Linked DNA regions of Gossypium hirsutum: region 1 is linked to region 2. The links are chromatin contacts, called in public Hi-C maps. All regions are on one chromosome and are shown on one strand. The core of a region is the stretch at or near the end of the contact, and the rest is flanking DNA. Distances in the headings are between cores, read along the strand shown.

Region 1 (4,754 bases), core at 1,721-4,220, 150 kb before region 2:
ATGTTAAGTTTGATGAGGAAAAGGTGTGGAATTGGAATAGTGTTGTGGCTGACTTGTCTGAATTGGACCAGTTAGACTTGGTTGCTGAACCTGCAGAAGAAGGACCAAGTAATGATGCTGTCGATGATATACCAGTGAGGGGCACCAGAACTTTGGTTGATGTTTATCAGAGGTGCAATGTTGCTGTGATTGAGCCCTCAGACTTTGAAGAGGCTGCTAAAAATAGAAGCTGGATGAAAGCTATGGAAGCTGAGTTGGAAATGATCAACAAAAATCAGACTTGGGAGTTGGTGAGCAGACCAGAACACAAGAGGGTCATAGGAGTTAAATGGGTATATCGGGCCAAGTACAATGCTGATGGCTCACTGAACAAGCACAAGGCCAGGCTTGTGGTGAAAGGCTACAGTTAGCAGTATGGTGTTGACTACCTAGAAACTTTTGCTCCAGTGGCAAGACTGGATACAATTAAGCTGCTGTTTGCTTTAGCAGCTCAGAAGCAGTGGAGAGTTCACCAATTGGATGTCAAATCAGCATTCCTAAATGGTTTTTTCAAGGAGGAGATCTTCATCGAGCAACCTGAAGGTTTTGAAGTTGTTGGACATGAAGACAAAGTGTATAAGTTGAGAAAGGCCCTCTATGGCCTGAAACAGGCACCAAGGGCCTGGTATGATAGAGTTGATGCCTACCTGACCAAACTTGGATTTGTAAAGAGCCTTAGTGAGCCTACTCTATATGTTAAAAGGTCAGAACATGAAACCTTGCTGATAGTCTCCTTGTATGTGGATGATTTGCTTGTGACAGGGAGCAAAATCGAGCTCATTGATCAGTTCAAGGTCCAAATGCAGCAAGTGTTTGAGATGACAGATTTGGGGATCATGACTTACTTCCTTGGCATGGAAGTGCACCAATCTGATCGAGGTATCTTCATCAGCCAACACTCATTTGCTTTGAAGATCCTAGACAAATTTTGCATGCATAACTGTAAAGCAGTCAGCACACCTGTGGCTCAAGGAGAAAAGCTGACTAGCAGTGGTGATCAGCAGAGGGTTGATGAGAGGCACTATCGAAGCCTAGTTGGTTGTCTGTTGTATCTAACAGCAACCAGGCCAGATATCATGTTTGGTGTCAGCCTGTTATCGAGATTTATGCATTGTTGCAATGAGGCACATTTGAAGGCAGCAAAGAGGATCCTTAGATACATCAAGGGCACTGCTAGTTTTGGTGTAATGTTTGAAAGTCAGAACCAACTGAAACTAGAAGGCTACTCTGACAGCGACTGGGCAGGATCTCTCGATGACATGAAGAGTACCTCTGGATACTTCTTCACACTTGGATCGGGCATGTTTTGCTGGAGTTCTAAGAAGCAACAAACTGTTGCTCAGTCCACAGCTGAAGCAGAGTACATTGCTGCAGCAGGAGCAGTTAATCAGGCCATTTGGCTAAGAAAGCTGCTTTATGACCTTAATGAAACTCAAGATGAAGCAACTGAAATCTGGGTGGACAATCAGTCTGCAGTTGCAATAGCCAAGAACCCTGTGTTCCATGGCAAGACTAAGCATTTTAAGATCAAATTGCATTTTGTTAGAGAGGCTGAACAAGCAAAGGAAGTCAGCCTTGTGCATTGCAGCTCAGGAGCACAATTGGCTGACATAATGACCAAGCCCTTAGGGGCTGCTCGATTTGAATCTTTGAGAAGTGCAATTGGAATGTGTTGCATACAGTCCAAGGAGGAGTGTTGAAAGCTGGACTGCAATGCAACATGGAGCCAAAAGCTTGCTACTGTCGAGACCAGCAGCTATCGAGCTCAGCTCATTTTGCTTGGTGCGCACGAATGGTTTTTGAACCGAATGAAGCAACCAACTTTGCTGCTTTGTTTTGATGTAATTTGGTTCAGTTCAACTTTAGTTTGTTTGTAATGCTAGTTAAACTTAAGTTAGTGACAAGACCTTTTGATGTAATGGCTGATTGGTCAGCTATGTTTGATTATTTTTGGCTAGTGATTAGGTTTGTATTAGTTGGGGCAGTTAAATACATTAGGTAACTGTCAATGTACAATGTAACTCTTTTATATATTTCAAGTTGAATGAAAAATGATGAATGTTCAGTCACAACATTGCTGAGTATTTTGATTTTTGACCAAAATTTTTGCTTTGCTTTGCCTCGATTCTTCTTGCTTCAGTCTTGCAAACACTGAGCTGCAACTTTGTTTTGATGTTTGCTGCTGCCATTGTTCCAACAAAAATTAATAACTGTAGGCAAAGCATCGCTTCCTACGTAAGCTTGAGCTTCAATATTTAGACGTTGGAATCTGACTTCAATTGTGGGAAGATCGATGCCAACCCTGAGGATTTCCAATGCAAAAACAGACATTATGTTTGGTTCAAAATTTTCACTGTTCGGGAACTATTGAATGAATCTTCAGCTACAACTTTTTCTTTTACAAATCATTTTTTTTCTGAAATAATCTTTTACAGTCTCTCTTATGACTCTATTTGTTACTCTATTCCATTCAATAGGCATAGTGTGAGTTTGTCTCCTGCAAACATTAAAAACACAAAAATTCCATACCTATCGATACGATTCTTGAGCTTGAATAAAAACTTGTCATTATCTTCCTCAGCAACTTTGATCAACCTCTCAAGCAAAGCCTTCCTTTCTTGCCATCCAATATCTAGAACATCGATTTCATTGGCATCACCTTGAGAGCTGGCCAATATACCTTTCCTTAGACGAGCAACAGTGGGTAGTTTCTCAAGTGCAGCCCACTTTAAAGCTTCTTCATCGTCTTCATCTCGAGAAGATCTCGAGAAAACTTGGACGCCATTGTTCCTCCATATGGAAGAAATACCAGAGCCTATACTTCTCTTTAAACTACTACTCGCTTCATAAATATTAACGCCCTCCATTACCCAAAACAATATCAATACTTGATCCTTCCCAATGAAAGAAGGAAAAGAAATGAGAATGAAGTTAAAAGGGAGAGCCTGTTGCAACAAAACTAATGTTTGGCATATATATAAGGAGTAAGGGCAATGGCAATGCATGGTTGCTGGCCGCCCTTCTTTCTCTTTCATATGTCAAACTTCAAAATTTTCCACCTTTGTTTTGCATGGATTGAGTTATGGAATATTATTTGTCTTTTACTTTTCCTCTTTTACTGTTAATCTCAACATATTTAAATCACCAACATCTTGAAACCATGCTTATATTCACCAAACATACTTTAACCGTTGATAGGGTGTCGAAAGTTAACGTGTTTAAAATTTAGCAATGGATTTCCAAATTGATTTATAACCATATTTTAAGAATATCCTAATCCATTGATTTATAACCATAAACGAAGCAAATGCACAAAATGGATGATCTTGTAATATGCTTAGATGACATAATTGCTGAGCTATGGATACTTTAATGGAAAGAAGAAAAAATCTATTGAGTGTTTTTAACGTATTTAAGTACCAGCTACTATTAATTTTTTTCAATAATTTATTTTAAGGTAAATTTCACTTTACCTAAATGATAACATTTTTGTTGTGCTTTTGCATAATAACATAAACCAATAAATAATATTATGGATTAAAATTAGAAGCAAGTAAAATAAACATTACTAATAAATTCTATTAATTCTAACTTTAAAATAATAGAAATTTGAATCTAAAGAGTTGAAATAAACATTACAAAATATTTAATATTAGCAAAAAATAAAAAAGATAAGAAATAACAAATTATTAAAAAGATCACCAATGATGTCATTCTAGGACTAAAGTAATAATAATAATAATAATAATAACACACCTTGAAGAACAAGGAATGAGAGTAGTAAGAAAGACTGGGAATTGACTTCTTTTTTTCATTACATACAATTTAATAAGAGGAAGGTTCAAAGGGACTTCCTTTCATTGACACGTGGGGCATCATATTATGCTGCTTTTCTTTACATTCATTAAAATTCAAATTTAATCTTAAATTTGTCTTTATAGTTTATATTATTAACTTTTTAAATTGATAGAAATTTGTGAATGGAGTCTGAAGAGCGAGAGAAAATTGGAGAAGGGAGAAGAGATAGTCGACTATCAAGAATTGAAATAATCAATAATCAAGAAGGCAATGCAGATGTGGCCATGGACGCTGTTTCGGCTCCAGACAGACCTAGGTCCTGGAAAGATCGCCTCATGGGTACAGGCTTAAGAGGTGACGAAAAAGCAGAACCATCATCTAAAGAAGAAGACGATGATGACCTAGATATTCTTGACGGAGATATTGTCAGATCCTCGGTCAACGGTATACCGGCTTTCTTTGACCGGATTAACCAAATACTCATAAAAGATATGGAACATACCGTGGTTATAAAGTTATTAGGTAGAAACATCGGATACGCAACTCTACAAACAAGATCCATTCTTTATGGCGCCCGAGTCAACCGTTTTGTTTAATGGACATCGAAAACGGCTACTACTTAGCCAAGTTCCAGAATCCAGCCGATTGTGAAAAGGTATTAAGTCAAGGGCCATGGGTAGTATATGGCCAATACTTAACTGTTCATATGGATTTCAGTCCTTCGCAGCCCTACCCGAATATGGTCATGGCTTGGATAAGGCTACCCGATTTGCCTGGGCACATTTACAAAAGGAAAATACTCTGAGAAATAGGGGGAATAATAGGAAGGGTTGCAAAATTGGATTTTAATACTGATAACGGCGTTCGGGGAAGGTTTGCAAGAATGGCGGTCTATGTGAATCTTGGGAAGGCTCTCA
Region 2 (4,999 bases), core at 271-2,770:
AGAGGAACAAACTTATTCACCCACCAGTAAAGGAAACAGATGGCCAGCCCCATTAATACCACAATGCTCATCATTCCCTTCAAGGAGATGGCCCAACCATCAACTCCGGGACCCAAATTTTTCCTCAAATTAGAAAAGTACTTAACAGTTCGACCTGAGAAAATAAGGGCAATATTGGCTCCAAGTCCGAACAGAGGATAGAATCTTTTTGCTTCATCTACAGTCGTTATCTGCACAAGAAAAATCACAGTAGGTAAATGAAGATATAGGAAACTTCAGCTGAGAAAATCTCATGTATATACAAAGATGCAGATAAATGACCTGATTGGCAAACCCCCAAAAGAGAACAGAAATAACCACGCTGCCCCAAAGTTCAGCCATGACATAGAACAAACAGAAACTCCAAATCCTCAAAATTGCAAGAGGACCCAGAAATCTAGGTCCAACCACTGCAAGAAGCTTATCAGCAAGTGCTTCAGGGTGGATGTAATTGCTGAGAGGATACAACATGAACCCAAATGCACCAAAAAGGCTATAAAAGGAACAATGACAGTGTAGAAAAGGGCCTTCTTTGGCAACACATTAGCCAGCTTTGTGTATAACAACATGAACCCAATAGCCATAGGCAAATTAACCCATGTCTTTAAAAATGGTATAATTTCAGCACTGCTTCCTTTAGCTGTCACAACCAATACATCCTTTGTATCCCTAAGGATTGTATAATTGAAAAGGATACAAAAGAACATTAAGCCAAGTGGGATAATTTTCTTAAGAGTCACAAGCTCAATACCCAAGAACTTAGGTTTCTGAGTTTCACCAAACAAAGGCTGGTCATCAGTTGCAGCAGCAGCCTCAGCCTTGCGAATGAAGTTCTTCCCTTTTGGGGACAACCCATTTGGCTTGGCAACAAAGCTTGGAACTTCCTTATAAGATAGAGATAAATCACTAAGGCCTAAGGGTTTTGAAGCAAAAAGCCTCTGCTTCAAGCCTTGTGATGGGTTCAAAAGGCTTCTGACTCTCACTCTGGTTGGGTTTGGTGGCAATGAGAGAAGACATCTGGTTTGTAAAACAGCTTCCATGTCTCTCTTAAGGTTCTCTTTTCAAAGAACTGGGAAATGAAATCCCCAGAGGATAAGCCCTGAAATCTTTTAGAACCAAAGAGAGACACGGGGGAAAGGTAAAGAGAGGAAGGGAGATAGATAGAGAGATAAGGTGGCTGGCAAGAGAAGACTGTGTTCTCAGAGAAACAAATGGGTAATTAAAAAAGAAAAAGAAAATATCAAACTAAATCCTAAGAAAGCAATTTCTTTCTGAGTGAAAAAGAATTTGAAATGGGTATAAGGAGTGGCAGTGGCATGGCGGTTAAATAAGAGGACAAATTTTGCAGATTAGGAGAGGACAGAAACTTAAAAAGTAGGAAATTGAAAATCCCATCCAGTCCTCACAACACATCAAACAAGTTGCAATTTTTTTTTGAATAAAAATATCAAAACTGGGGATTCCAGATATTTTCCACTTTTTTTTCATTGTTCCAACGTTTTTCTTTTTGTTTTTGGGTGGTGGGGTGGTCCTGTTCTCTTTTCAACGTCCCAAAGAAAAAGGTCATCGGCTTTTCACCAAAATCATACCTCTAATTCTCCTCAAATTTACTATTTCCACCTTATATTTCTACATTTTAATCATCCACTCTTTCCATTTAGGAAAAGCTTTCATTAATTTATATTTAATATCACTAAACTTTTAATAAGTTTATGATCAATCAATTTTAAAAAATTACAAAATAATTATTTAATTATTCGAAAATTTTTATTTGAGTCATTGAACTGTCAAAATTGTTGTTGTATGACATTTTTTATCTATACTACTTGCACCAATCGAAAGTTCTTTTTCTCATATTCACAGTTAAGCTTTTCATGAAACAACTTTGAATATTATGAATCTGCAAACCAAATTTTAAATAACTTTCTTCTCTGATCTCTAACATTTATCGTCAGATTGATTTAGATTTAAAGTATGTTCTTTTACTCCTCGATGGATATTGATGTACTCTATCAATCGTCGAATCATTACTTGGAGTTCGCTAGTCAGATTTTTTTATAAGAAAACTTTAATAGCCTAGTGACTTAAATAAAAATGTTTGAATAGTTCAACGAATTAAATGAAAATTTTTAACTAGTTAAGTGATTATTTTATAATTTTTTAATATTAAATGACCAAACATAAATTTATTAATAACTTAATAATATTGAGTGTAATTTTTCTTAAATTAAATTATATTATTTTACATGAAAATATTTGGGGCAAGATTTAGTTGATTTACGTACCACAACTTAGTCTGATATTTTAATTATTTTATTAAAAAAATGTGATATTTTTAAAAAAAAAATTGTAGGAAAAAGCAATAACTTTCACTCTCGTGAGAATCTTACAACCCTTAATTCAAAATAATAATAATAATAATAATAATAATAATAATAATAATAAACTCAATACTCAACATTTTCATTTATTTATTTAGTATAGATAATGTGAGCAATTTTTTTTTTATTTTAAAAATGATACATAGACCAATCCAGTAAAAAAGAAAATTAATGGTTACACTTCAATTAATAAGTAATGAACTAAAATCTTGGAATTCAAAATAAAGGGATAAAAAATTAAATATGAGAAGAGTATCTAAATACTTTTTATTATTTATGAAATTTACCACATTTGTAAGTATCAATTTTAATTTTACTAAAATATTTAGTAAATGATAAGTAGATTTATCATATATATATATATAAATAAAAAATTTTATTTTATTAAATGAATTTATATAATAATAAAATTATTAAATTTTATATTGAATTACTTTATATTTAAATTATTATATTTTCATTAATCAAAAAGTTCAAAAGGAATTCATTAGTCATTTAAAATTAAATCCTTCCTATTTTGATGACCCAATATATATATTTTGTTACTTTGGTCATTGCGATTAAAGAAATTGATCAAATTGATCACTCAATCATTAAATCCATCTCCTACACCATTAAATTCATTTTTTTTAATTTTTAAATTTTTTTCCTTATTTGGTTTATAGGTTAAAAATGCCCTTAGAAAAAAAATCAATTGAATCCCTACATTAAATTTGCATCCAATTTAGCATTTGATAGTAACAAAAACAAATCAATTAAATCCTTCCGTTAACAGTTTTCATCTTTGAGTATGTTGGTTGTTAAAATTAATTATTTAACCAATCAAATAGTGACACATACCATCTTCTAGTTTAATTTTATATTTTCTCATAAAAATAATAAAAATTTATAAATATTACCAAATATATATAACTATTAAACTATAAAATTTTCATAAAATTAAAAAAAATTATAAAAAATCATAAAAATTATAAAATTGATGTAAAGTTATAAAGATGATAAAAAAATAATAAGTTGTAATGAATTATTGTAGCACCCCAAACCCGGCCCAGACGTTATGGCCGGATCCGACATGCCACATCAAAAACGTAAAAAAAAAATTCCATTCTAAGTCCAGAAAATCGTACTTGATGTTCAAAAGATTAATTCATTAAGGTTTAAGGTGAATGGAAGCTGTGCACCAGGTAGGAAACCGGAAAAGAGGTGGTGAGTCCATCGGATTGCTTAAGTACCAAGCTCCCTTCGGATCCAATCCTAGACATGCATACCGCCATTGCCACACCTTAACGTCATGGATATTTCTAGGAAACCGATTTGATTAAGTCATTTTTAGGAAAAGTGATTAATTTTGGAAAATATTTTCATTGCGGAAGCTTTGCTTGTTGTCGTGTTATTTTGAAATCAACTGTTGTTTTTGAAAACGCGCCCTAAAGCTATCCAATTTCAATAGTTAAAATAAGTAATACCTATCTTAGTAATACATATTAAAACCATTAAAAATAATTAAGCGGCCTTATTATATTTAAAAACCCAAAACTTCAAACGTAAATAAAAGGATGTCCAGTTCACCAGAAGAAAATCAAACTTTCAGAACGGGTGGTCACTCCGAATTCCCTCACAGCTCCAAGCCCACTATGGTTGGGGATTTCCTGCGTGGATGAAAATAAAAAAGGTGAGTTTGGGGAAACTCAGTGTGTAAGGAAAACCCATTCAAAACCCAAGTCAGCTCAAGCCTATTGGGCCTAAGCCCATTCAGGTAACAGTGGTACTAGACCAGAGCCCTTTTCAGATTACAATAAACTGGGCCTTAGCCCCTTATTTAGATAACAGTATGGCCCATAGGCCCATTTCAAAATACATGCAACATCAATAACATATGCAAGCCCATTTGAGGAGACTACTCAACCCACCAACCACTACACTCCACTCGTACCAGCCATACACTTCATGTGGGGATAGCTCAACCCACCCAGCCCAACACTCCACAGTTGCAGCATTGTTGCTCAGTTAACAGTAAATTGAGGCAAAGCCTCCAGTACGTGGACAAGCCACTTTCAGTACTTCTTTCGTCAATATCCCAATCCCATGCATCAGATAATAACAACATGGCATGCAGTAAATAACAACAATCAAACATGCATTTAAGTCAATTTAACCCTAGGGGTATTTCGGTAATTTATCTCCTAGAGGTAAAACTGTAAATTTTCCACTTTTAAAGGTATTTCAATAATTTATCTATTTTAGGGTTTTTCATGCATATTCCTACCTTTCACGTACTACAGAATCACGTATCGAGGGTTCTTACCGAATTGGGCCCGTTGGCCCATCATTCCAATTTTGGCCCATTAAGCCCAAAAATATCGAGGGTACAGAAATCATGCACTTTGCAGTCCAAATTTTGCAGCTTACCAAAACATTAATCGATTTACCTCACGAGCATTCGCACACTCGCAAATCTACAAAATACCGGTTTTCGGCATTTTGGCTTTTCGACTTTTGCCGATCTAGACTAAGAAAGAGGGTGTTAGTTACACACCTGTTTGCGACGATATGCTGACGAGATCCACACACGAACCGCC

What was found. Hi-C and Micro-C count contacts between places; a contact is called where the count stands out from the background.
Region 1: a Hi-C map of leaf shows a contact between it and region 2, with 1.4 times the contacts expected there. The contact joins the promoter of LOC107952407 here to the promoter of LOC107943394 in region 2. A contact is called at or near these places in 3 of 34 Hi-C or Micro-C datasets (callus and leaf).

The regions. Positions count from the first base shown.
Region 1 is chrA02:89,803,095-89,807,848 of Gossypium_hirsutum_v2.1, reverse strand. It overlaps LOC107952407 (pleiotropic drug resistance protein 1), which reads right to left and starts at 2,970. Exons shown (of 24, transcript XM_041086583.1): 1 at 2,569-2,970; 2 at 2,203-2,341. The coding sequence starts at 2,906.
Region 2 is chrA02:89,647,808-89,652,806 of Gossypium_hirsutum_v2.1, reverse strand. LOC107943394 (plastidic ATP/ADP-transporter) reads right to left here and starts at 1,520. Exons shown (of 6, transcript XM_041086564.1): 1 at 536-1,520; 2 at 322-533; 3 at 1-230. The coding sequence starts at 1,079.